7 separate regions of the Mus musculus genome follow, and regions 1, 2, 3, 4, 6 and 7 are each linked to region 5. A link is a contact called in public Hi-C and HiChIP or PLAC-seq data. All regions are on one chromosome and are shown on one strand. Each heading gives the region's core, a stretch centred on a gene start, on an enhancer-like site or on the middle of the called end of the contact. The rest is flanking DNA. Distances are from core to core; before and after follow the strand shown. Region 1 has its middle 95 kb from the start of Gm34799. Region 2 has its middle 72 kb from the start of Gm34799. Region 3 has its middle 48 kb from the start of Gm34972. Region 4 has its middle 66 kb from the start of Gm34972. Region 5 holds the start of 6530411M01Rik (RIKEN cDNA 6530411M01 gene). Region 6 has its middle 120 kb from the start of Gm34799. Region 7 has its middle 33 kb from the start of Gm34799.

The links. A called contact is a pair of places that touch in the nucleus more often than the background predicts. HiChIP or PLAC-seq counts read pairs in DNA pulled down with a chosen protein or histone mark.
Region 1: an H3K27ac HiChIP or PLAC-seq map of neural progenitor cells shows a contact between it and region 5, with 16 times the contacts expected there. The contact joins the enhancer-like site here to the promoter of 6530411M01Rik in region 5. A contact is called at or near these places in 1 of 484 Hi-C or Micro-C datasets (cortical neurons) and 5 of 115 datasets of contacts at active chromatin or transcription factors (embryonic forebrain, embryonic midbrain, neural progenitor cells and 2 more).
Region 2: an H3K4me3 HiChIP or PLAC-seq map of forebrain shows a contact between it and region 5, with 5 times the contacts expected there. The contact joins the enhancer-like site here to the promoter of 6530411M01Rik in region 5. A contact is called at or near these places in 1 of 484 Hi-C or Micro-C datasets (cortical neurons) and 9 of 115 datasets of contacts at active chromatin or transcription factors (astrocytes, embryonic basal ganglia, embryonic forebrain and 5 more).
Region 3: a Hi-C map of cortical neurons shows a contact between it and region 5, with 2.9 times the contacts expected there. The contact joins the enhancer-like site here to the promoter of 6530411M01Rik in region 5. A contact is called at or near these places in 1 of 15 datasets of contacts at CTCF or cohesin (embryonic stem cells), 3 of 484 Hi-C or Micro-C datasets (cortical neurons and forebrain), 8 of 115 datasets of contacts at active chromatin or transcription factors (craniofacial prominence, embryonic forebrain, embryonic hindbrain and 5 more) and 1 of 9 other capture datasets (embryonic stem cells).
Region 4: a contact with region 5 is called in an H3K27ac HiChIP or PLAC-seq map of embryonic stem cells, with 6 times the contacts expected there. The contact joins the enhancer-like site here to the promoter of 6530411M01Rik in region 5. A contact is called at or near these places in 1 of 484 Hi-C or Micro-C datasets (cardiomyocytes) and 10 of 115 datasets of contacts at active chromatin or transcription factors (embryonic forebrain, embryonic hindbrain, embryonic midbrain and 3 more).
Region 6: a Hi-C map of myocytes shows a contact between it and region 5, with 7 times the contacts expected there. The contact joins the enhancer-like site here to the promoter of 6530411M01Rik in region 5. A contact is called at or near these places in 2 of 484 Hi-C or Micro-C datasets (cerebral cortex and myocytes), 6 of 115 datasets of contacts at active chromatin or transcription factors (VIP interneurons, differentiating embryonic stem cells, embryonic hindbrain and 3 more) and 1 of 9 other capture datasets (embryonic stem cells).
Region 7: a contact with region 5 is called in an H3K4me3 HiChIP or PLAC-seq map of neural tube, with 7 times the contacts expected there. The contact joins the enhancer-like site here to the promoter of 6530411M01Rik in region 5. A contact is called at or near these places in 2 of 15 datasets of contacts at CTCF or cohesin (embryonic stem cells and pro-B cells), 1 of 484 Hi-C or Micro-C datasets (embryonic stem cells), 5 of 115 datasets of contacts at active chromatin or transcription factors (SST interneurons, embryonic forebrain, embryonic stem cells and 2 more) and 1 of 9 other capture datasets (embryonic stem cells).

Annotation. Positions count from the first base shown.
Region 1 is chr17:9,999,678-10,003,221 of GRCm38.p6, forward strand. No RefSeq gene overlaps it. Among named protein-coding and RNA genes, the nearest start is that of Gm34799, 95 kb to the left of the region's middle. Within about 2 kb of position 1,559, at least 39 of the 459 cell types and tissues checked have an H3K27ac peak or open chromatin away from gene starts, as enhancers often do. A contact at or near this core is called in cortical neurons and neural progenitor cells, where this site is marked.
Region 2 is chr17:9,976,778-9,980,473 of GRCm38.p6, forward strand. No RefSeq gene overlaps it. Among named protein-coding and RNA genes, the nearest start is that of Gm34799, 72 kb to the left of the region's middle. Within about 2 kb of position 2,279, at least 5 of the 459 cell types and tissues checked have an H3K27ac peak or open chromatin away from gene starts, as enhancers often do. A contact at or near this core is called in forebrain, where this site is marked.
Region 3 is chr17:10,095,842-10,099,715 of GRCm38.p6, forward strand. No RefSeq gene overlaps it. Among named protein-coding and RNA genes, the nearest start is that of Gm34972, 48 kb to the right of the region's middle. Within about 2 kb of position 2,095, at least 23 of the 459 cell types and tissues checked have an H3K27ac peak or open chromatin away from gene starts, as enhancers often do. A contact at or near this core is called in cortical neurons, where this site is marked.
Region 4 is chr17:10,078,597-10,082,269 of GRCm38.p6, forward strand. No RefSeq gene overlaps it. Among named protein-coding and RNA genes, the nearest start is that of Gm34972, 66 kb to the right of the region's middle. Within about 2 kb of position 1,520, at least 50 of the 459 cell types and tissues checked have an H3K27ac peak or open chromatin away from gene starts, as enhancers often do. A contact at or near this core is called in embryonic stem cells, where this site is marked.
Region 5 is chr17:9,166,582-9,170,435 of GRCm38.p6, forward strand. 6530411M01Rik (RIKEN cDNA 6530411M01 gene) reads right to left here and starts at 1,441. Exons shown (of 3, transcript NR_027881.1): 1 at 706-1,441. Gm52287 (a long non-coding RNA gene) reads left to right here. Exons shown (of 2, transcript XR_003952250.1): 2 at 1-3,294.
Region 6 is chr17:10,023,473-10,027,118 of GRCm38.p6, forward strand. No RefSeq gene overlaps it. Among named protein-coding and RNA genes, the nearest start is that of Gm34799, 120 kb to the left of the region's middle. Within about 2 kb of position 2,034, at least 15 of the 459 cell types and tissues checked have an H3K27ac peak or open chromatin away from gene starts, as enhancers often do. A contact at or near this core is called in VIP interneurons and myocytes, where this site is marked.
Region 7 is chr17:9,938,389-9,941,734 of GRCm38.p6, forward strand. No RefSeq gene overlaps it. Among named protein-coding and RNA genes, the nearest start is that of Gm34799, 33 kb to the left of the region's middle. Within about 2 kb of position 1,358, at least 2 of the 459 cell types and tissues checked have an H3K27ac peak or open chromatin away from gene starts, as enhancers often do. A contact at or near this core is called in neural tube, where this site is marked.

The DNA.
Region 1 (3,544 bases), core at 309-2,808, 830 kb after region 5:
TTATGTCTCCATTTTATGAATGAAGCCTGCAAGAGATTAAGGTTACTAATGGTAAACAAGGTGATAGAGCTGGGCTTTGGATACAACCCATCTGGCTCTGAGTCCCCATGCATCCTGGCAGATGTGTACCATACCAGCTTCTCTGTACATATGGCTATCAGCACAAGTTAGCCATTGTTGTTAAATGTCTAAGCTTGAAGACAAGAGAAAAGTGGCCTCACAGACTGCTGGGACTATCCATCCCCAAGTTCCCGTGTCAGGTTAACTGCTGGGACTATCCATCCCCAAGTTCCCGTGTCAGGTTAACTGCTGGGACTATCCATCCCTCAGTTCCTGTGTCAGGTTATCGTCATGTAAGGGAACCTCTATACCTCTTCATCAAAAAGAACCTGCAACTTAGTACATTGTCAAGCTGTGGCAGGCTCCAGGGAAGAAAGGGAGAACGAGTAGTCTGGAACACTCACTGTTGTGGTCCTCCTGCCTCAGAGAGCCGATTGGGCAGGGCAGGGATATCTGGATGACTTCACATGCTGGTCTGCTTTAACTGGGAAGTGGTCATTTTGACCTCTACACCCCAGCCCCCACTCTACAGCAGTTGTTCAGAGCATTGGATGGACTGAGATAGACCCTCCCTTCAGAACCCTTAGAACAATTCAATCCCTGACTTCCGCTCAATCACCATTCCTTATCAGACAAGGAAGGTAACAGATATTAATTCTCTCTCCTTCAAATTTTAATCAAACAGATTAAACAGAAGGACAATCTGGAAACCATGAGCTGTTTCCCTCTTTTTTTTTTTTTTTAAAGAGTTATAAGATTGCTCACTTCATGGAACAGACGTTTGCCGACCTCCATCCCGTGCCTTGAAATGATAATGAGTTCTAAAATCTTCCATAGAGATCTTTTGTTTTTACTGGGAAACTTGGTTTATGTATGGAGGCCACTCATTGTCGGAGTCTTTAATTATGTATTATGGAACAAAGGTGCACGTCCTCCCCATGTCAGACCAGGAGTGATGTTTCCAGAAGGGCCCTCATAACTACCATGAGCACAGAAAGTCATCCCTAGCAAACAGGACTTCGGGGGTTTGGGGGGGAAGTCTGGCCATGCTCCATTTGGACAGCCTCAGAAAGATGAGCACATGTGTTAGATTTCTGTCACTGATGGCACATCTAGAGAGGCCCTATGTGACTCCCTACCCCTAGCATCATCCCCTAGCCCCTCTCCCCATGTCTAATGTCGTTTAAGTCAAAACAAATTATTACTCTTGCAGAATATAAAAGCTTTCGAACGCATCTGTCCTTAGTGTCTCTATGCTGTTAAAAAAATCATGCAATTACTCACTTGGCATATCCCCCAGAACTAAATTCAGGAAGCATTTCAGAGCTTCCCATTCCGATACAAGCCTTCAAGGCAGAGGTGAACAAGCTCCCCATCCCCCACTCTACAGTTACCCTAAGCTAAGCTGCCAAGAGAGTGACCCCTCCAGCTCCCTCACGCCTTGGCTGTCTGGTTTTGCTTCCTCCACTGGCTTCCAGGAAGTTGCCACCAGGCTACTGGAGACTGAAGGATGCTTGAAGGTCAGAGCTGGAGTGTGTGGCCACATCTTCCAGAGGAAAGAGCAATGCAGAGATCCAAGAAGAGATGTCCTGGATAATGGATTAAGGATGAGTCAAGTCGGAGGCGCTTCCAGGAACAGATTCCAGCTTCCCGGCTCCTATTACCAGGATCCATCTCCACAGAAGAATCGTGTGAGGGCACAATGACCTCACGCATGTTCTGAGCCCAAAAATATTTGTCCTGAATGCTCTGCCAGCTCTTCTCAATCCATAATAAGCTGAACTTTAAATGAGCTCCTTTTAAAATGTGACAACAGGAAATGGCTCCTACAGCCCTACTTATAAATCTATGTTGACTTACAATTTCTCTCAGTGCTGCCTAGCTCATACCCAGAGCATAGGGGTCTTTGTTTCTGGACAAATTAATGAATCCTACAGAGTCTGTCCAGAAACTTCTGAATGTGTTAGGAAATTAGTAAACACTACTGAGGATTTGCCAGCTATGGCCTTTGACAAAGAGGTCATAGATATGCCCTGAGGCCTGGAAAAAGACAAACTCAGGGCTCACGTGGAAAAGAAAGTATCGAGCTAGATGATAGCTTAGTGGATAAAAAAGACTGGTGTAAGAGCCTGGGGACCTGAGTTCAAATCCCCTGCACCCATATAAAACAAAAAAACCCCAGAGCAGGGAATAGGCGTAGGTGTGGGATTTAGCAGTGCTGAGGCTAAGAATGAGGCAAAGACGGGTGGATCCCCTGGGGCTTTCTAGCCAGACAGTCAACAGAACATGTGAGCTCGAGGTCCAGTAATGGACCCTGTCTCAAGACAAAGTGAGATGCAATAGTGGGAGACAAAATTAATCTTGGCCTCTGTACACACATGCTCAGGAAACCTCACATGCATATACATGCATACATCTATCTCACACATTTACACAATTACACACACTCTCAGACATGTACACATATACACCACACTCACACACATATACCACTCACACTCACACTCATACTCACACACACCATACATATACTAACACAAAAGCACAGGAATACACACACATACACATGTACCAACACAAACACAACACACACACACATACACTACACACATATGCCTATACTGTACACTCAATACACATCATTAATCACACACATGTACATCATGCTCACACACAGATACCACACAAACATGCACTACACACTGACACACACATATACCACACATACAATACAGACACACAAACACACACATTCTTCCTATGCTTGGAGAAAGACCTTCATGAGCTTGTGGGAATGCTGTATATAGCAATACTCCTTTTAGCAGAGAGAAGGCAGCAACCCACCTTCTCTCTGTGTCTGTGACACCCATGCTCATGAAGGACATAAATATAATAAATCAGCCCTAAAACCATGGTGAGATGTCACATGAACATGGCTCAGCAGAGAAAGAGAAATTTCACAGTTCAGACTAACAAGGGAACAGTACATGTTCAGGCCTCTCTTCGAAAGACAAAATAAAGAAAAGTAATATAATGTTGTCACATTCTCAGATGCCCTTGAAATCAACATGTCTATGAAAATAAGTGGATGTTTCCAAAGTGCTGGAGAATGTGTTTGAAATATTTACTCAACAGTAAATGTTTTCCTGAAGCTAGTTTCCCACTGAATTCCTAGCCAACCCAACTATCCAAGTAGTGCCACAGCAAATATCACACTAGCCTGCATGCGTTATTACAATTTCTTAACTGCACAGCAATCAATTTCCCTAACATGAAGAGAAGTCTGGCAGCCCCTCACAAGGACGCATGGGAGGGAACTCCATTCCTAAGAAATCTTTGAGAAAGAGTTCCAGAGACACATGTGGCTACAGTTGTCTGTCATACAGTCAACATTGATAACAAAAGCATTGTACATTAGCCAGGATTCCCCAGAGAAGCAGAACCAACAGAATGGAAAGGAACATGATAGAGGATAGACAGACAC
Region 2 (3,696 bases), core at 1,029-3,528, 810 kb after region 5:
GCTTGTCATCTCAGTGCTGAAGAGGTGGAGGTAGACACCTGGGTATCGATGGCCTGCCAACTCCCCGCTGGTAAGGTCCAGGCCAGTGGGACCCTATCTCAAAGTATGCCTGGGGAATGATAACCAATGTTGTCCTCTGTCCCTCAGCCTTGAGCATGCATCCTCCCCACACACACCCAATGAAACCCTCAAGGTCATCCTGAAGAATTGATGCTCTCGTAGGCTCATGTTGTGATATTGTGAACAGTCAGCTGACCACCTTCCACCAGCTCCTAGCCACACCCATCCAGAAGCCAGAACCCAAACAGTATCTAAGCACCTGGCATTGTGAAACAAATTCTTAAAATGGCCACAAACATGCGCACTCGGTCATGGGACCAATGGAGTAGTATCACTCAGGAACTTGTAGACAGCAGGAGCAAACCCAACCCAGTCACACACATGTGTCATCACGAGATGCTTCAGGCTGCAGAGGAAGGCTATGAGGCTGAGGGTCAGCCTTACATATCAGTACACAGGGCTTGTTGAAATCCCAGGCACAGGGAAGAATTTATCTTGATCCAGAAGAGAAAAAAAAAAAAAAAAGACAGCACAAAGCAGGCTTATTCTGACTTCTGTCCATGAAGCCAAAGCAGTGTCACCTTTTGATTATGGCAGCAACTGCCAAACTTGATGTCCATCTCATGCTTTTGTTTTGACAAAACACTCTTAATGTACACTATCTTTATTGCCTGGTGACCACCGCACCAGTGGAAGCCAATGAGCAGTTACAGGGGCCTGTGTTATCTGCTTCTGGGTTTCTGTCTCTCACTTGTCAGTGCTCTGTCTCTGTTCCCCAGACTGGCTCTTCCACTTTGCATTTCTGCCAACACCTGATCCTGGCTTTATCAGTTCTTAGCCACTGAGCCAGTGTTCCCCTGATAAGAAAACTCAGAGAGAAGAGAAGCTAGGAATTCTTTGGGACGTATTTATTTACATTTCCTGCCTTTTAGACAATTTAAATTCAAACATCTGTCCTGTCTTCCTCCCTGAAGTTTAACCTCGAGAAGAAATTATTTCAGCAAAGAAAAAAAATGCATGAGCCCTTAGTTTTGAGGACTCCTTCCCCCATTACCCACTAAGTTAACTTCACAGACCCTCCACCTCTGCCTGTGCATTTCTTATCAATGCCCCCAATTGCTTGCAAATTTCGGGAAAGCAGCCGGTACCGAATGTAAGATCCGGACCTCTCACTCTTACAGCTGCTGATTCGGCCACATTCACAGGTTAGTGTTTGCTAGAAGAAAGGGCTAGAAAGCTCCTGTAGTCGTCGTAAATACCTATTCTCCAGCCGCACAAGCCTGACGCGGAGTGTCATTTCCTCCACCACATGGAGAAACATTAGTCTTTCCTTAAAAGGGGAGAGCTACACTTTTGATGCAAACTTTGCCCCACTCTGAATGATATGTGTGCCTTTTATGTTTATTAAACTGCTATCCAGCAGAAAAAAAAAGCAGCCTAATATTTTGACATGAAGGTCATTTGAAAGTTTTACTGCTTGCAAGGCTGATCCATTTTGTTGACAAAAAGCTCTCTCAGGGATCCCTGAGGTATCCCCGCCTTCCTGACTCTCCCAGAGTCTGACATTTCTTTCCCCCTCTCTCTTCACCTCTTCCCACCCATTAAATAGGTCCCAATGAATGACTAATTGCCACCTCATTAAGGTTGTCCCAATGAATGATGCTATGGCATTCGGAAAGGATTTGAGATAAACACCCAAATATCCATGATACTATAGTGAGGCTTCGTTTGAGAGGGGAGGAAGAAATGGAGATGCTACAAGCTCCGCCTATTCAGCAGCAGGAGCTGGGGTACCAGAATAAGGCACAGCACACACTTCAAAAACTGCAAAGGGTTCCACTAACATAGGCTCTTGGGGTGCAGACCTTCAAAGGTGCCTTGTTTTGCTGACATGGAAACCATAACAGAAGTGACACATGGTTCACCAGGGTGTCCCAGTGTGCCCGAGAAGGATAACAGGGAAGAAAGGGACTCCAGTCATAGGCACCCAACAAAGGACTCGAATGGAGCAAAACCGGGGAGGAAGTGAAGTCTCTACAGAGAGCCAACCCCCACCAGAGGACAGGAGCGACAGCAGCACAGCCCGGCCTTCATCTCTACAAAACACACAGCATTGCTTATTTTATCATTTGAACACTTCGAAAACAGAACAGGAATGGCGGCTGGTTTCCTTCCACTTTAAGGACACAGAAATCATTGCGTCCCTGAGAACAAAGATGGCCTTTCACGCTCTGCTCGTCCCGGCATAACATTAGCAATAACAGAACAGCACAGACAGTAGCCCTGAGGTAAATCAGACCTCACAGCCACCACCAAAAACAAAAACAAAAATAAAAACAAAAACAAAAACAAAAAGCAAATTACCAGAGAGCAAAGTGCAGCAGCACCCTCTAAAATGTCACCTGTACTTTAAAGGGCTCCGTCTTTATTTCTTTATTTATTGCCTGCATTCAGGATCCTGTTGCCAATATTGATCATGGGGTGTTATTTTCTCATTTCAGTAACAGCCCGGCACCTGATTCTACTTATAGCGTCTCCAGAAAGAAACATCAACCTAATAAATGAAATCACATGACAAGATCTGGCTTTATTTATTGTTTATTTATTTATTGTCTCATAATTACACTGAAGTTGCTTTTCTTTCTATAGCCACCCCAAATGCCATGGGATGAAGCTATGAATGCAGGGGCCCCTTCAGCTTCTAGTGAGAGACAATTACCCAGAGCTAAAAGCACAGAACTAAGTAATTATCATATTTGGCCAGGAATTCTCTGCAGCTAAAGAGAAGTGAGGTGCTGAACATCGCTCTGTGGATGGCAGGAACTTATTACCATTTGTTAAGTCACGTGTCTCTGAAACATCTCAGCAAAAACCGACATTATACAAAAAGCCACACTTGATGTCTCTCTGTAAGGTCCATCTGGAGGGACCCACTGTCACAGCACATGGGAGCCAGTGTGAATGCCCACAACATTTAGCCAGCATGGGCAATTCTTACATTTTAATTTAGTTACTGGTGGGGGAGACATGTGGCAATGTGGAGGAGGTCAGAGGACAGTTGTCCAGAGCTGCTTCTCTCTTGCAAGCCCCAGGGATTGAACCCAGGTTGTCACACTCACTCAGCAAGCGACTTCACTCGCTGAGCAGGTCCCTCATCGTGTCTCTGAAAGAGAAGCGGGATTGACTCTAATTGGGGCTAATGTCCAGGAGACTCACATTCGTTAACAGCCTTGTCATTCACCTGACACACGCCAGGCAGAGTGTTTCTGTAGCACAGGTTAGCTCCTGGTTCTTCCCATTCACTCTTGTGACAGTCTAAGCCATGTAAGAATTTATAGACAGGTGATAAAAGACTCATCTATCATCTATCTATTATCTATCTATCTATCTATCTATCTATCTATCTATCTATCTATCTATTGTCCATCCATTTACCATCTACCCACAATCTATCATCTATCTACCATCTATCTATCTATCTATCATCTATCTACCATTTATCTACCATCTATCTATCATCTATCATGTATCTATCTATCAATCATGTATCTGTCTGTCTGTCTGTCTGTCTGTCTACATAGAGTCTTATGCATCTCAGTCTGGCCTGGAACTCTCCATGTAACTAAGGATGACCGT
Region 3 (3,874 bases), core at 845-3,344, 930 kb after region 5:
CCTGAATCCCCTCCCAGGCCAGAGATAGTCAAATCCAAATACACTGAAAAGGGGGAGTTGGGGGGAGCACTGCCTTCTCTTGTCCATCACTTAGAGCACAGCCCTGGCTTCCGCTCCTACAGGAAGGAGATGATGTTGGCTTCTAGTGAAGGGTGTGGGCTGGGGAGAAGCCAGACACAAAAGACAGAGCAAGGCCGGATGTTACTAACAGTCCAGCTTTCTTTTCAGGTTCCTGTTTAGCTAAACATTTCAAAGGAGGCAGTTTTCCAAGCTGCTGGTCTTCCCGGTGTGTCCTGGAGGCCTAGGGCAGTGTGGGGAGCCAAAGGGTGTCTGTTCATTCCATCATCACCAGGACTGGCTCAGTGTCTCCCCATATGACACCAACTGAAGCAACTGTGGAGATCATGTTTTCCCAGCATCCCACATCCATGGCCCTCTGGCTGAGTGGGTGAGCATCCCTCTGGGACAGCCGCCTGAGTCCCAGGCAGGTTGGGTAGACATTCTAGGCAGGCTAACTCCTTGCATGGAAGCTGTGTACCTTGCTTCTCAGTGAACACATTCTCAGGCTGTCTGCATGGCTTTCCCTTCTGCTTCTGCTGCTAGGTCAAAGGGTAGCATTGGTGGCCAGAGCTCCGGTACCACCCGAGAAGCACTTTGCTCTCTTTGAATTCAGGGATAGAGCCAACAACATCTAAAAATAGTGGTTGTCACACTTCACTACAGTTCCAAAGGAGGCCTAGGTATGAGGATCCATTCGTTGATTAAACTGATTTTGAGACAAATTAGCAAGGAGGGTGCAGGGCTTTCCTTTAAGATCAATGGAGAGAATGAAGGATGCATAAAAATCTTATAGACTATTCCCAACTTTATATGATTCAGAAAATGAATCTCAGCATGATACCCAGTAAAGCAAACACCGTACTTAAATAGCAAGGATTTTTTTCCTTGTATTTCATAATCATGCTCAATATTTGTCTCATTTTGTAGCTATGGGGAAAAAATAGAAAATCAGAGCAAATAAGAATGATAAATCCAATTTCCCAATTTCCTGTCCAGTAAGCCCTCAGCCCACAGTGAGGACTGACTGGCTCGGCAACATGTCGTGGTTCAATGTAGGAGCTAGGAATTAGATACCTGAAGTCCTAACTGGCCATGTTAGAGGGAAAAGGTTGTGAGGTGGAAAATGTTCTGAGACCCAGTACCAGAGCTACAAGGAATGTAGGAAGAGCCACCAGAATCCCCATCTAACACCTGCTTGAATCCAGGACGGCCAACCTGGCATCGACACAGGATCTTCTCCACTGCTGTGTTGAACAAAACAGACACTTACATTTCTAAGGCAATTTTCCTCTGTGTCTGAGCCAACTTTAATTGCAGAAATCATCTAGATGACAGGCTTTTATTACATCTGTACAGCATCTCACAGAAGTGCTTGCCACACAGCAGTTGAGAAAGGTCACCTCTCTGGCTGTCAGGGCTATCCATCTTGACCACAGAACACATCGACCTACCTGGGTAGCCTTCTCTGGTGACACATTTAAGGCCTTCTAAGTCTTTTAGACCATGACACAGCCCCTTGTTACAACTGATATAAAAGGTTAAAGTCTCTGACACAATTCTCACTGTCAGGGTCTCAGGGTCTATCCCAGGGCCTCTTAGTTTGTTTATTTAGTGCTTTTTAGACAAGATCTTCAACCCAGACTGACCTTGAAATCCTTATGTAGCTAGGGGTGGCTTTGAACCCCTGATCTTCCTGCCTCTGCTTCCTGCGTGCTGGAATTAAAGGTGTGTGCCACCAGGCTGGATTTGGCTTTGCTGAGGATGAATCTGGGGAGTTGTGCAGGCACTCTGCCAACTGAGCTCCATCCCAGCCCTCCTCTCTCACTTCTGTAAACCCCCTTAGAGGTGAGAAAGGAAAAAGCTACAAAGAAACACCAAGCTGGGGAAATTTGTTCACATAATCTTGAGGCAGAATATTTTTTGCTTAATTTTTAAACAGAACCATGATGTCACCAATTGCAATTACAGCCTGGTGGTTTAAAGTCCCATATGTTTGACAAATAGTGCCAGTCATTTGCCAAGTCTAAACATAACTAGTTTTCCCTCAGTCACAAGCTGTCTCCTTGTCTTCCACCAACTTTAGGATTTGGTTTCTTCTGCTCTTCTTGAGATGAGTGTCCCTGAAGACCTGGACAGATGCAAACTGTTTTCCTGCCTGCTCTGGTCTGTTTGCCAGGGAAAACATTCTATAAATTCTTTCAGAACCTCCCTGGTAATGAGTTTCTGTCCATCAGTCTCTGGATTTGGGTGAAGCATTCCTCCTGGCTATCCATGACAATGGGTACAACTGCCCTGAATGCATCAAGACCTACCTGGCCTGAGGGCCACCCATCACAGGCCTGTTTCAGAGGCAACAGAAAGTGCATGGTCTCCCCCCATTCCTCACTTCCAGCCATCCGTAGACACTTTGTAAAATCACCATCTGCATCTCAAACAGCTGCTTTTGTATTTTTACAAACTCATTCCCAGCATGGCTTATGTGCCCAAGCTGAAATTTCATCTCAAGAGTGGCTTCTGATGTACCCTGATTCTACAGTTGGGAGAGAGGATCGAATTAAGGATGTGGTTAAACCACATCCAGAACTAGGGAAATGCTATAGTATCCTTGTCATAGCAATACAAGTCAAATATTAAACTCCCGAGAGGCTGTCTCATTTGTATCCGTATCCATGATTTACATCCCAATTACTCATCACCATGGGAACCAGGTATTTTTGACTGACTAAAGAAAACATTGCCAAGATACAGATATCCTTTGGGAATGGGCTCCCCCACCCCCTTTTCAGTGCTGGGAATAAAGCCAGGTCTTTACCTATACTAGGAAAGCCCTCTACAGCTGCACTCTGCACCTAGTCCAAGCTTGAGCCTTTGGAGGGTGGGTCGTATTCACTGTAGCTCCTGTCCCGACACCAGATGAAACTCACTTTGTCTTTAAACACAGTATGACTTTACCTGGAGGACCATGAATATCTAAGTGTCAGACCCCATCCCAGGCCTGAACATCTGGCTCAGCATTAAGCAGGTGCTGTAGATGCCATGGGACTGGGGAACACGTTGTAAGGATGGGCTACTGGACCAAGGCTCTGAGATCTCACAGACAACGGATGACTGGGAGAAGAGACCCTGTGACTAAAACTCCCATTGAGTGCCTCTCCAGGTATTCCTTGACACGTCTGCCTGAGTTGTTTCTTCTTAAAATAGGTCTCAAGAATTTGAGCTAATCACAGTTTCTGGCATCAGGACAACTGTGGCCCTGATATTTGTCAAGTGATCACAAACAGACTTACTGAAAATTTAATTTTGACCTGACAGGTATGTTTTTTACATGTTAGTCAAATGCCACCAAATTATTAAAAGCACACCATGGAGAATTAACCAGAGTGATCCTCTCCCATAACAACCACACCCAGCAGGACTTAATAAGAAGTAATGGGCGGTCTCTTCAAAACCAAAGGCATGGAAGAAGCTAGGTTTCTTAGTTTTGAAGTGTGTGTGTTTGCTTTGTTAGATTGGCGGACACATGGCAGCTCTTCCCTTGAGGCTTATGGGGAGACTTTGGAGAGATATAAGGCAGGATCCAGTGAACCTAGACTTCCTTCTACCCCTACAGTGGGACAGGCTTTAGAGAGGTTATTTCTTGAGATCTGCCTACCTCTGCCTCCAGAGTTCTGGGTTAAAGACACACACCACTGCTCTGACCTTTGAGGGGTACTTTACTAAAACTGCATATGCCAGCCTGGCTTCTAACCCGGAGTGTCATAGACTGGGTGGCTTAAACGAATAGCATCCATTTCTCAAAGTTTTTAAAGCTGGG
Region 4 (3,673 bases), core at 270-2,769, 910 kb after region 5:
CACCAGCAGCCATTCAGTCTCCATTTTCCACAAAGTATTGAAATGTAAATCTCTTTGTGTAACAGCAAAGGATATGTTTTCTAAACTCAAGTTCTGCCCCTCACCCTGGGGAGAACCGCATAGGTCAAAGGCAAAGAAGATAAACAGCCATTAACAATGAGAATGGAAGGCGGGGTCTTTAAGTGAAGTTCTGAATAGATGAAACCAGATGGTTTGTTAGTTTTTTGTTGTTGTTTATTTTCAAAGAAAAATGTCTCCAAATTTTATCAAATGACTAACTTCTTATCACATAGTTAATTTTCAAAGTGTACCTAAAGAGCTTTGTAATAGAAAATTAGACCATTTTGAAACAGGATAGCCTCTGCTCTAGAGCTGTGTGCTATATAACCAGGGCTGGCTGTGTCTACACCAGCTCATTTCGTGCCACTCTGTGTCTGTCTGCTTTGTATGCAAATTCTTCTGGGAAGATCAGAGTCCTGCCGGGAATCTCTCTGATTTGGCCAGATATCCTCCAGTGCTAGTGTTAACTCTCAAACCCTGGGACAAATGTGAGATTCCTATTTAACATATCAAAGCTGAGCTGGCCGCCAGGATCTCCCAGCATCCTTCAGTCCCTACCTTGCGCCCTCTTATGCACCCCACCCCCACCTGACCCTGTAACTTTTCCAGCTGCTACATCTGGTCCCTGTCCCCTGCCTCCACTCTTCACATGGATCAGAGTGATGTCCTCTCTGGACTCTCCCAGATATCTCTGTGCTCCCTGCTCCCTTTTATCTACATACCGAGTAGCTGTCATGTCCTTTCCTTCCCCCCCCCACCCCCCCGTTCAGCATAGACATTTGATATCTTGAAATATTTGGCACCAGATAGCCCACCTTTCTCAGAAACACTCTCCTTTACAAAGCCAGCACAGTTACCAAGCACAACCTATAGGCAGGCCCATTTACATTCCTCTCGGTCAGCTGTTAAAATAGGGTAGTTTCTTTTGTTAATGTTTGGATGGATATAGGTCTTCCAAATGTGTGGAGGGAGTAGCTGAGGCAGATGGATGAAAAAGTGAAACAAAAGGAGGACATGACCACCTCCTTAAGTGTGGAGGAAATTTTGCTGTAGATGGAAGTCAGAAAGCCTGAAGAGCAAAGAGCCTAGGCTGGATGTGGCCCGCAGACTAACCTACCCCGAAAGGAGCCGGGGAGGCAGAGAAGCGCTGACCATAAGAAGGTCCTGGTGCCAAGAGATGGACATGGCCTCAATGGCTGAGTTATATGGGGAAGGGCAGCGGAAGCCCTGTCCCTTGGAAGGAGAGGCTTGAGGGTGTGGTCTGGGTGAGAAGTGGTGGGAGGAGCCACAGGTACTGAGTGTTTTGGGAACAGCTGGCCTCCATCAGCTTTGATATGTTAATAGGCACCTCAGCCATTTGTGGGTGACCTAACAGCAAGGTCAGAGGCTGAGACTATCTAGTACAAGTGTCCTCCCTCAACCACATTACCTCATCTGTTTGCCCAAATGGAAGCAAGCCAAGGAAGGATTAAAATACAACTACTAGCAAGTCATCAGCTTGCTCAGCCTCCTGCTCTCCAGTCCACGGGCACTCAAGTGTTCCTGTCATAGTGAGCTGTGCTGACCCCGGAGTCTACAGGGAGAGGACACGAAGCCTGGAATGACCCCTGTGAGCTGCCTGCGCGTAGACCCTGCAACTTCTCATCAGGACTGAGCGTGCAGCATGAGCAGAAGTAGTCCAGAGCCAAAGCTCAAAACACTGCTGCCAGAGTGAAGATCCACCGGTTCACAACACCCTCCAGGAGAAGATGCCAACTATTTTCCTGCAATTACACTGTTGCCACCCACCCTCTGTGTCAGCTGAATAAACGAATGAGCCCAATGGGCCGGAACCACAAACCAGATGCAAGCTAGGGCCAGTCCCCAGTCCCCACCCCCACCCCGTCCCCCACCCCCAGAGGGAAAGGACGAAGAACTAGGTTGAACACAGCGCCATTTTGGTTGGGTCTGGGAAGAAAACCCCTCTAAGAAAAACGAAGAAGGAACAACGCAGTGCTGGACATTCCCTCACTCCCATTAATTAGTAGCCCTCATGGCAGGACCCATTAATTTAACTTTTGGATGTCTGGAGCCCAGCCAAGATCTGCTCCCTCCATATGCTTAGCAAAGTGCAGAGCGATAACTCTGAGTACTGCTGACAGGCGCCATGATGGCACAGAGCATAGTCTTAGTGGCATCAATTTCTCCAAATTATCACTTGATTTTGAGGACCCCCCCCCACCCGCTCTGTATGCACTGCATTTGTAGCAGGTCTTGGCCTTCCAGGAGGTTCCAGGGCTTGATGCCCACCCTCAGTAATTGTTTTCCTTGGTCTGCTTTGCTCTCAACTAGCCAGAGTGCTACCCATCATGTCTCTCAAGTTCAGGCTGTCAAAGGAAGAAGCCAAACATCTCAGTCATGGTGCTTCCTGGGCTCTGTTTATTCTAGCCAGTGAGCAGGTCTGAGGAGATTTAGTGATAGTCGGGAAGCTGTGGGTTCTTGTAGGGTACTCACCAGTGAGAGGATGTGGTTAGATGACCTTGTGAATCCCCACCCGGCTCCCACATACCCACCCCACACTCATGTGCCTCTTTACATACAGAGAAAGAAGCATATCCATGCATACATACACACGCATACACACAGGCACACATGTATATACATAAACATAAGTAGGCACACACATACACATGAAGACACATGCATGCTAACTCATATACTCATAAATTCTCATATATACACAAGCACACATGTATCTTCATAGTCATTCATTCACACATATGTCTAAGCACACAATCACTCACACGTGTGCACCTCTGGACACATATATACACACATACATGCATGTAAATACATATGTATACACATATACAGGAACTCATGTATATACATAAACATGTATGCATATTAGCATACATAGAAGAATTTAAGTATACACATATATACAGGCTCGTGTGTACAGATACATGCATATATGTATGCACACAGGCAGGCACATACACAGATATGCACACATACTTTAGTTCTGCATTCCAAATTCTCACAGCGTTCCAATTCAGATTGATCCTAGCCTGTCCCTTGGCTGGCCTTGTTCAGCTCAACGGCAGAAGCACCCAGGCCCAAGCAAGCCCTGTGTTTACTGCCCATCAATTAATCAGGCTTGACTCGAACTCTTTCCAGCACGGCAGCTCCTTCCTCATAAAGTTTAAAATGTGTTGAATAAATGAATTGATCTAGTTACACACAGCCTGGCAAGTCACTGAACCACGCTGTGCTTCAGTTTCTCCATCTGCAAATGAGAAGAGCCCCAGCTGTCTCACGGGACCGAGGCGGGGATCATGGGAACGTGGCCGGCCAGTATTCACAAATATTTGTCCCTGCAGTTAAACTCATGGGTGGCTATTGACGCCTCACTATTGATAAGGTCTTTATTGACAGTGGTCCTGCCAGATGCTACAAGATGCAGAAGCCACAAAGGCAGAGGGGTCAGACATTGCCACCTAAGAAGCTCTTTGTCATGGCAACGGTGTGTATCGCTGCGTGTGACAGACCGATCCCAGAGCCCCTACTTCAGCAGAGGGGCTCACCTGATCCATGTGCACTTCTGAGAGCTCCCATGCTTTGCTTTATTGTG
Region 5 (3,854 bases), core at 191-2,690:
TACAGAACACACACATCTATATACATATATACACACATGTAAGTATGTGTATATATATTCATATACACATACACATATTAACCATTATGGTATTAATACAGGTGCTATCATTTCTACTGCTGAGAACGGAGCCCAGAAAAATATGAATATAGACCAATATTAAAATATAGATAAACTTATTATCCTTATATCTAAATATTATCTACACATACACATTCACACATGCACACTACTCCATAAGAAATGGCAGCCATTTAAAGGTAATATGTGAGATGCTTTATGAAAAAATATAGACACAGCCCATGCATCAACATTCCTCATACATGTATATGTACATAATCAAGGAGTTTACGTGAAAAATGCAAAATACAGAAAATACTGCTCTGGGTGGGTTTCATCTAGAATCCTTTTGCGTTCACACATTTCTCTAATTTCACATCGTATGATTCTGATAACAAAACAAAGGATAGACTCATTTCAGAAGCACCATTTTAGAAAAAGGTCATCTGCTCTGATAATTCTGTTCAGAAATGAACGGGGTCGGGGGTTTGGGGGTGTGGCCCACATGACACATTTCTAGGGCTCTTTTGTGCTTGATTTTGTCCCTCTGAGACAGCACAGTGGGCAGAGGAGCCCAAAGGGAACAGGCACAGCACACTCAGAGTTCCCCTCCCCCACTTTGCTCTCTGAAACTCTGCAGCCAACCTTATTGAATTCCTCGTAGCGATCCTGCCCAGTGCCCCGCTGTGGCCCAGCTGCTTTCCGGCACCCTCTCTGATAACAGAGAGAGGGCGCCCCACACCTGCTTCTGAGACTGGCTCCTTAGGGATGTTACTGTTGCCTCCTGGATCCTGTGCATGCTTGAGAAGGATCCCCGGAACGAGACATTATTATTTTCTCTTTTCTTCGCGGAAAAGAGGCTAAAAATAGGCACAGAAGCACCTTACAGCCTCCAGGCTAGTGGCTGGAAAGTCACCGTTCAGAGGTTAACGCGCCAGCATTAAGACAAAGTAAAGTAGCGAGCGCTCGCGATGTCACGGACTTGCAGAGTAAATAGGGGAGACAGGCTGCTCTGACGTGCTGAATTTATGAACTTTACTGTTCTGCTCCACCCAGAGCGCTCCCCTGCACTCATGGGATGCTGTTGCTGCATTTGCAAGCCACTGTCTCTTTCACCTCTGAGGCGCTGCATTTGCAAGCCACTGTCTTTCACCTCTGAGGCCTGGGAACCACAGCTCCCCTGGGGTCGCTCCTTGCATGGCTTCCGGAGCCTCCAGGGATCTTCAGGTCTCTCCAGGAACAATGCTGTGAGCCCGAAACTGCATTGTCTCAGCCGGATGTTTTGAGGAGGATCCAGGGCACGTTTGCCAGCTTCTAAACAGCATAGCACAACAGCCCCGCTTCTGTGAGTCTCTGCTTTGTGAATCTGCTTTCTGGACTTGTCCTTGCTCAGCACCCAAATTAGCTTAACAAGCTACGGAAATCTCAGCTCGACCTGGAGGCAGCAGTGGCAAGACAGAAACAGAGCTCCGAATCAATTGGCCAGAGGCGTGGGGGGTGGGGGAAGACAAAAGAAACATTGTGTCAAATTTATTTTCTGTACTCTTGGGATTGCAAGGAGAGCCTGAAAATGCTCACAGCGAGAGTGACTAGGGCCGGCTTGGATTTTTAGCTAAAATAAACCATATTCATGTCAAACTGCAAAGGGCACATTGGTTTACCGCGCGAGGGCAAAGAAGACAAACGGCGAAGTAGCGGCATCAAATAATGATCTGAAATTTACCACGGGTTCGCTCGGTACATCCTTCCCTAACTCGTGTATATTTCATTTAAATGTATCCATCAGTTTAAATAGGGCACTAGGTCCGTCCCGCCCTCCACCTGTGCTCTCAATGTTTCTCTGCGTGTCTGCCAGTTTGTGGGATGCCTGCAGCTAAGATGAATCAGAATACAAAGAGAGGGCTGACAGGTTCGTGTATGCCCAAGGTGAGCTGTGACCTAAAATGAGACTAGTTCTAAGGAAAGATGGATCACATGTGTCATGCATGCTGGACCAGCAGATGGCAGCAGAGCTCTGGGCTCCCACCACAGTGAAACTCCGTTCCCTCATCAGAGTGGTCCTATGTGCCCTCTGTGTCACTGACCCCAGAACAACATCTTTGATTTATAATCATACATGACTAGCATCTATCCCTTTTACTACAAATCTATGACATTAATTCAGAGGTCACCATTCTCTGAATGGGACATCCTGCTTACATAAAAAAGAAAAATAAAGTTTAAAGGCGTGGGGGAAATCACAGAACAAAATAGGGGGTATGTGTGTTTCCCCCGTCTTTGAGCTTCTTAGTCTATATTACCCCACAACCAAAACACAATATGTTGGTTGAAAGTGTTTTTTTTGCAACTAGTTCCTAGCATGAGGAAGCATAAGCCTTTAATTTCATCATCTGGGAAACAGAGACAGGAAGATGTCTGTGAGCTCAAGGCCAGCCTGGTTTGCATAATGAGTTCTGGGTCAGCCAGGTACAAAATGAGACCCTGTCTAACAACAAACAAACAAACAAACAACTCTTGCTTGGTTGACCATTCACAATCTCCCCATATTTAATAAAAATTTACCCCCAGAACTATTTTGAAATACCCTCTAACATAATATGATTAGAGATAGTGCCCAGAGCCAAATTTCACTTTGTCCTTAAAACCGCAGTCAGAGATTCTCCAGGTCTTCCCAGCTGTATTTTAATGGTTTAATGATTTTTCAAAGTAGAGGAGTTTGGGAAATTATAGGATTTAACAAATTGATGGCAGTTGGCCTTGTACAGGTTTAATTAAATTAGGGTTTAATTGACGAGATGGAAAGGGGTGGTGGGATTTTTCTCATCAGCATTCCGGGAGCATCAATGAAGATCTGCCTTGCCAGAAAGAGTGTCATAACCTCCCGAGACACTAGATGGTGCTGCAGAGTCACTATGGAATTTCTATTACCGGTTTTTAAGACTCTTTGATCCTACGTTATTATTTTTTTTCCTGCTTTCTGAAGAGCTTGCATCAGAAAACACACCAAAAAAGAGCAGATATTTTTAAAAACGCAGTATTGTCAATGGAATCGTGGAAATTGACGCCCGAGAAAGACGAGATAGGCATGCTTCTGCGTGTTTAAATTTAGATTCCATATTTAGATTAATCTTCAACCAAGTATAACAGTCTAAAGAGTCCTGGAAATACTTAATGGCCTTTTGCTGTGGCATTAATGAATTGCATGAAATTGAAATAAGATTTGCTTGGACGCTACCATCCGGTGGAAGAAGGCGCAGTTTGTCCTAAATAGATGTTGAACGCATTTCACCAGTGTGGTCTGCTGTGGAATATGCTGGGTGTGTGTGCCTCGTCATCCCCCTTTAATGGACAAACAGATCCTAGTGCAAAGCAAGGGGTTTAAAGCCAGATGCACAGCTCTGCGCCAATGCACACATGGACCAGGTTTCCTCTGTCATTCACTCCCTTGACTTGACATATAGACTATTTTAAAAGTGTGCCTATGCCTGGCTGTAACCGAGTAGTTGAGACAGCCCTCCCTACGCCTGTATTAAGCAATGAAGTGGGAGGCAATAGATGAGGAATGTGATTGAGACTGGCTGACTTTTTATAGGAAATTTCCTGTGTCTATTTACAGAGACATTATCAGTGAGAAAGAGGTTCTTCCCAATAAATTACAAGCTGTGGGCCCTGAGGAAAGGGGCTTCCTGTTTTAACACTATTCAGTGCACCCTGAGTGACAGCCATCTAGACTGACTTAGGCAAGGCACAGTGAGCATGGGTGGTATCTAACAAGGGCTGCTTAAACTCTTCTT
Region 6 (3,646 bases), core at 784-3,283, 860 kb after region 5:
CACCATGAAGTCTAAGCTTCTAATAGATAGATGATAGCAGAGAGATAGAGAGCAGGGTGCATCTGCTTAAGGTACACTATCAGTTCATCTTAGTCAGATATGCCCTAGGAAGCATGTGAGTTGTTATCTGATGGAGATGTGCTGCTTTAAGAGGATGGATTCTTGCTCCTCGCCCAGTTGCTCCGACCATTCTCTGTGCTCTGTTTGGGTGCATCTCCGCTGCCTCCACTCCTCTGAGCACTGCTACTTTATACAGATGCTCATGACTTCTTCACACACTGCTACTGAAGCACACCCAGTCTCACCTTGTTTAATGATGTTGCTCCAAAGCACAATATAAAATCATGGCCTCTGGACCACTTTTGTTTAAATTTATTTACCCTTTTATCTTAAACATTTCACTTTTCTTCATTTTTAGCTCTGGCTCTTAAATGTGTTCTTCGTTTAGTCACAATGAATGTTGCCTTGCATGGATAAGTCAAAGGCCATGCCCTCAAAGAATTGTGTCCTGTATTAAAGTCTGTATGTTTGTGTACTTGTGTGTGTGTGTGTTTGTGTATATGCATGTGTATATATGAACATGTATATATGCTTGTGTGCATGTGTATGTTTGTGTGTGCGTGTGTATGTGCATGTGTGCATTGTGTGTGAATACATGTGTTTGTATATGTGCACATGTAGGGAGTATTTGGGGCCTATGGTGTGTGTATGTATGTGTATATGTGGGCGTTTGTGTATGCACATGTGTGTTCATGCACATGGATGGACTGTGTATGTAAAAGTGCATGTGTATATGTTTGTGGGCATATGTGTTCATGTATATGTCTGGATATCTGTATGTGCATATATGCATGTGTGTGTATACATGTGTGTGTGCTTTCATGTACCCTATTCTTCATATCCTTACACAGTTTCTCAAAGCAGAGGAGACAATGCCTTCTTTATTCATCTGACTTCACAAAGTCACCTTCACATCTGACACTGATCTCTAAGAAACAGCTGTCTGGGTGCATGCCTGCCAACCCAGCTACTGAAGAGACTGGAACAAGAGGACCACTTGAGCCCACAAACTAGGCACCAGCCCAGGCAACTAACAAGGCCCTGACTCCATCCCCTCAAGAACCTGTTTCTGATATAGATCATTATTCTTTCCTTTAACAAAACCCATATGTAGAAACTATCACTGCTCAGTATTGGATCCCCACCCAGGGATAGTAATTGGCTAGACACAGGAGACTGGAGGCATTGACCTTGTGGACTCTGGAACTAGCAACAATATGAAAATGGCACCCTGGCACCTCAGGTGGGACTAAATTGTCACCGACAAGGTCTGTGTTTATAATCCGTACTGAAAAGAGACTCTGGGGAGTGTGCAGATGGCTCACTTGGGAAAGCGTTTGCCACATAAGCATAAGGAGCTGTGTTCTATCCCTGGCACCCACCTAAGAGAACACACCTTAACGGTGGTCATGGAGAACCTCAGTACTGGGAAAGAAGAGATACCAGCATCCTGGAGCTTGCTGGCCAGTCTATCCAACTCCAGGTTCAGTGAGAAACACTGTCTTAGCATAGCAATAAGCTGGTAGAAAAAACGACTGAGAAACCAACCAATGCTATGCTCCAGCCTCCACACTCAGGTGCATTTGCACATGTACACACACACATGAGAGAGAGAGACAGAGAGACAGAGAAAGAGAGACTCTGAAGTTGGCATCCTAAGCCATTCCTTATGGAAGTCAACAGCTGAAATGTCCACATAACCAGATTCCGCCATGGAGCCAACAATTTGCTCTGGTTGGAAATCTAAGCTGTGGCAACAGCTGTTCTGCCCCTCACCCTAGTGTGGAGCTTTTCACACAAATGGCCCTCACAGCTGGGGTGTGGAACCATCTATTCTTTCAAGGCAGTTGTTCCCCCAAAGAAGTATTTGTTCTGTGTGCCCCACATTTTCCAGAGCACAAGACCAGGATGGCTGGAATCACTGTGCTGTTAGAGACAGAGGCACCAGGCAGCTGTCAGCCCAGGACCTGCATGAGTCTCGGCCCAGAGGATATCAGCTTCCTCGCAGCTGTCCGTACCCAAAACCCCACAGGCCCTCGGTGTAATTCTCATATGTGTGCTATTAAAAAAACAAAACCTTCTATGAGACAGAGATCCACACCAGGCTATCTGCCTCCCTATAGCTGTGAGAGCAGAGAGCCCGAGTCTGAACAGACTTTGCAAAACTGCTTCCTCATCCAAGCAGAAAGGTTAAATTCAATAGGAAAACATCATGCTAGCCCAAGTTGGTGTTTCTCTCAGGTTCTAAAGGAGTTCAGCAAGCGCCAGGTTTTCTCCTACCTCAGTATCCACACAGCAGCTGAGTACACTGTAAATTGCAAATACTCCTCTTTGAAAAACAAAGGAACAGGGTGGCCAGTTCTGTACATGGGAAAGAGCAATGTATAGGATGTCATACAAGCGTTTGGGATCAACAGCTACTTCAGCACAAAGGGAGAGAGGTTCTTGTTTGTTTGAGGCCTGGTAATTATAGGTGACCTTCAAAGAGGGGAATGGTCCAATAGGGGACCGCATCTCTCCTGAAGAGAATGCCAGTTCAGCAAAATGAGCTCCTTGGGGAAACCTCTGAGCTGGTGACACTGGCTCAAGTTTAATTTCACAAGAACCATGTAGTGATATAAATTGATGTTTCTCTAGAGAAATTCTGGGTTGTTGTTGTTGTTGTTGTTTTTATTCAGAGTCTTTAAAGGTATTATCTTTCAACTGTTGCCACTGGCTCTCTAAAGGTCTCTAATGGTTACATTGATAACAAGGGGACCACCCAAAAGTAACAGCCTAGACAGGAAGCCATGGAAGAGAACTAGTACAAATTGTGATAAGAGTACCAAAGTGTAGATCTCTGAAATTGATGGCTTTTGATAGGGGAGTGGGTGGGGGAAGGACTCAGCTTTCTTTAAGGGGCTGGCCACTGGGAGCTTGACCATGCTCCAGTGAGTATATGGGTAACACAAATTGGATGACCTTCTTCTTCTCTCCTCCTCCTCTTCTTCCTCCTCCTCCTTCTTCTTCTGGTGAGGGAGTTAACAGGGTGGAGGACAGACCTTGGAGGACTGGGAAGTGAGTATGATAGGGGAAGATAATATGAAATTCCCATCTAATCAATAAAAACAATATGTTGGGAAAAGAATGAAAAAAAAAAAAGGAATTTCTAGGCACTGAGTCACTCCCATGTCCTGAAAAACAAAAGAAAGTCAACCACAACATGTCCAAAAGAGGGAACAAGAGGGTCGAGAGGCCCAAGGAACTTCTAATGCCATCAGTGGTGATCAGAAGAAAAGTGTTCATACTGCAGTTGAATGGACATAGGACCTTAGTCTGAGAGTGAGTAAGTGCTCCCAGGCCAGTTGTTGCTATGCAGGATTCTCTTCTCCCTTCAACTGAACTGGAAACACTTGCTACCACATGTCCTAGCTCAAACCCACCTGCTATGGACATGAGACAGGAGAGCAGGGAAAGAGTGCCCACCAGTAACTGAGGGACAGAAGAACTGGCTTGTTGCCACAGCTCCACAGGGTCCACATTTGTGCCTCCTTTCAACAGATAACAAACTGAAATGACTCTGACCCAAGTTCATCTCCTGGGGATC
Region 7 (3,346 bases), core at 108-2,607, 770 kb after region 5:
TAACAATAAAACTCTATCCCCGGATCATGCAGCGCCGTCATTCAGATGGCGAGACTCAGAATGTCACCCGCCATGGTGGCATCTGGTGACTTCTGTATGTTGATATATCTCTACTCATTTAGAGAGTGACAGCTCTGCTGGTGAAACAGAGCTGGGCACAGACACTGTAGATCCAACGTGACCGCACAGCATCCTCTAGTCTCAGACCGGCTCTCCCTCTCCGTTCACTAATGAGGCAACTAGGAGCTGAGGTTAATTGACTCAGCGCACACATTCGGAACAGGGAATGGCCGGCACCATGTCTGCAGCCTCTCTCAGCTCTAAGCCCTTCCACCACCTCACAGCAACCTGCTAGATAGCACAGACATGTTTTTAATGGCAAAATACAGTCATTTCCTCATGTCTGCTAAGAGCTTAAGATCAGAAACGAGTCACTTTTGTTCAGAAACAAATTCCATGAGAGACACCGGGAACCTGTGTTGATAATTACGCTCATAATTACCCATGTGCAGCAACCTCACAGGAAACAGAAATTGAAGGTGCTTTTTGCCCACAGCCTATTCCCACCTTACAGATCTGAGGAACCCAGGGAAAGGTGCTTCTCTGTGAGCCTCACCTGCAGAGAGGTAAAACTGGGTTGCAAAACAAGATAAAAGGGGATGAGAATCCCAAGGGTGGGGTTCTCCAACAATGAACCGCCAACCAAGGAAGATACAGAGGGTGGACCTAGGGCTGCCCACACACGTGTAGCAGATGCACAGCTCAAACTTCATGTGAGTCCCGGACAATTGGAGTCGGGGCTGTCCCAAAAGCTTTTGCCTATTTGTGTGATATGTTCTTCTAGCTGGGCTGCCTTGTCTAACCTCAGTGGGAGAGGAAGTGCCAAGCCCCACAGAGACCTGATGTGCCAGGGTGGGGGGATTCCCAGGGGGCCCCACCTGCTCAGAGGAGAAGAGGAGGGGAGATAAGGGAAGGATTGTGGGAAGGGGCGACCAGGAGGGGAGAAGTGAGTGAGATGTAAATGAATAAGTAATAATACTACTACTAACGATGACACTACTAGTAGTAGCAGTAATAAAGAAGGAATAGGAAGAATGAGAAGTAAAGGAGAGGAAGAGGGGGAGGGAGGGGATTGAGGGGAGACTGGACCTGCACAATTTTGTTTAAACCTTACTAAAGATACCTAAATATCATGAGGAAAGCATTAAAGGAACTGAAAGGTTAACAAAAGCTTCAAGAAACATCATTCCCTACAGCAAGGCGCTCTGCAAGTGACTGGACTTCCTAACATAAATGCCATTAAACATTTGACCTATTTCACTAACTGACCTTCTGCCAGATGCTCACGCAGCTGTGCGCAGGTCATCATGACCATGCCCTGAGGCTCCGATCATATAATCACGGGCATTCTGAAGCCCATGATGGATGAGCCCCTGCCTACATCTTTACTGTGGAGCACAAAATTCACTGATGGTTTGTAGATGGTTTGTAACAAACACCATCACACCCCGCTGTGAACACTGTCAAATCTGCCCCTCCTTGTGTTTCCTTCAGATTTCTCTTTAGACCAGAAAATAGTTCAGGGGCCTAGAGGGACGGCTCAGCGGTTAAGAATACACACGCTTGTTACAGAAGATCACGTTCAATTCCCTGTATGTGCACTGGGCAGCTCACAAGTGCCCATCACTTATAGGGGGAGTCTGAAGCCTCTGAGGACATTTGTACTCACATTCACGTGCTCACACAGCTACACAGGGCTAAAAAAATAATAATAAAAATAAATCTTTTAGAAAACATTTTAGGTGAAAGCCAACCCTGCCTTCTGCTTCTGCCCCTCTAGAGGTAAGGCCCATTCTGACCATGAGGTTTGCACTCCCATCTATATTTCACTTGCAGAGCTACCCAGGAGTGCTGTACATTCAGAAGACATAAAACTTTTCAAAATTTCCCAATGTGCTGGACACAGAATTATAATGTTATAAGTTCAAGTACAGCTTGCTTTCCCCTCCTCCCCCCTCCCCCGACTTGATATTATTTGTCTGACACTTCTTCAGGTTGAATGTATGCAGCTGGAATAAATTTAATGGCTCACATTGGAGATCTGGGAACATCTCCCTTGCTGTCAAGGGGGTCACCTGTCCTGTACATCTAATCTCTTAGCTCATCAGGGTTTTTTTTCTGCTCCTGGGTGGCAGAAGTCAAGCCCATCATTTGAGAGCAGCCAGGCTGATTCCCCCATGAGGCTACACCGCTGTCTGTTGGCTACAGCTCTGTGGTCTGGTGAGGGCTACAGGGTGCGCTTCATGTGTAATCACGGTGTGACTCCATGCAACACTGCACAGCCCCAAGTTCAGCAGGAGAGTTTTACACACTTCCACCCTCTGCTCAGTCTTCATCCTATGTGCTGCCCTGTAAATTCCTTCTGCAACTTTTATTTTTGCCAACTATGAAAAGTCAAGGACTTGACTCTTTAATCTTCTTGTTGGGCCAATGGAAATCAGCCATGGTGGGGGCATTTCCACCAAGGACATGGGCAAACGATGGAAATTAGGACCTCTGTTTCTGGAAATTCACCAGTACGTCGCTTTATAAACCAGAAGACATCACTATTGTTGATTCTTGAATGTTTAATTACTTCAAGAAGACTTACAGTTTGCTTCGGGTGTTTTCTCACTATATCTTACAATGCATGCCTACTGTTGACTGATTTTTTTTTTTTGACTCACTACAAAAGTGTTGCTTTGAGAGACGCTTTTCCTCGGCACAGAACTCTTTGTGTGCAGTTATCTGTTTCCTCTCAGTACTGCAATGTTGCCAGGCTGATATCTTCAGCCTGCTTTCTCCTAGCAAGGAGACTGCCTTCAATCCTGTCAGCATCCTCTGTGCAAGGCTTGTCTCCTCCTCTGCCTGGTGTCAAGATTTTCTGCTTGCTACTCATTTTAAATGCTTTTACAATACCCGTAGTTTCCTGACTTTTGCTGTGTCCCCTCTCCCTTAGTACTACATTGCTGCCTGTTGGCTACAGCTCTATGATCTGTTGTGTGTTTGTCCATTGCTGCAAAGAGCTCTGTGGTCTGTTGTGTGTCTGTCTATTGCTGTGAAGAGGCACCATGACTATAGTAACTCCTTTAAAGGAAAGTGGTTAATGGGGCTGGCTTACATTTGGAGGTTTAGTGCATTACCATCACGGCAGGAAGCATGGCGGCATAGAGGCATCCATGGTGCTAGAGTAGAGATGAGAGGTCTACATCTGGATCTTCAGGCAGCAGGAAGAGAGAGTAATGCTGGGCCTGACTTGAGCTTCTAAAACCTGAAAGTCCACCCTCCAGTGACACAGTGGCATACT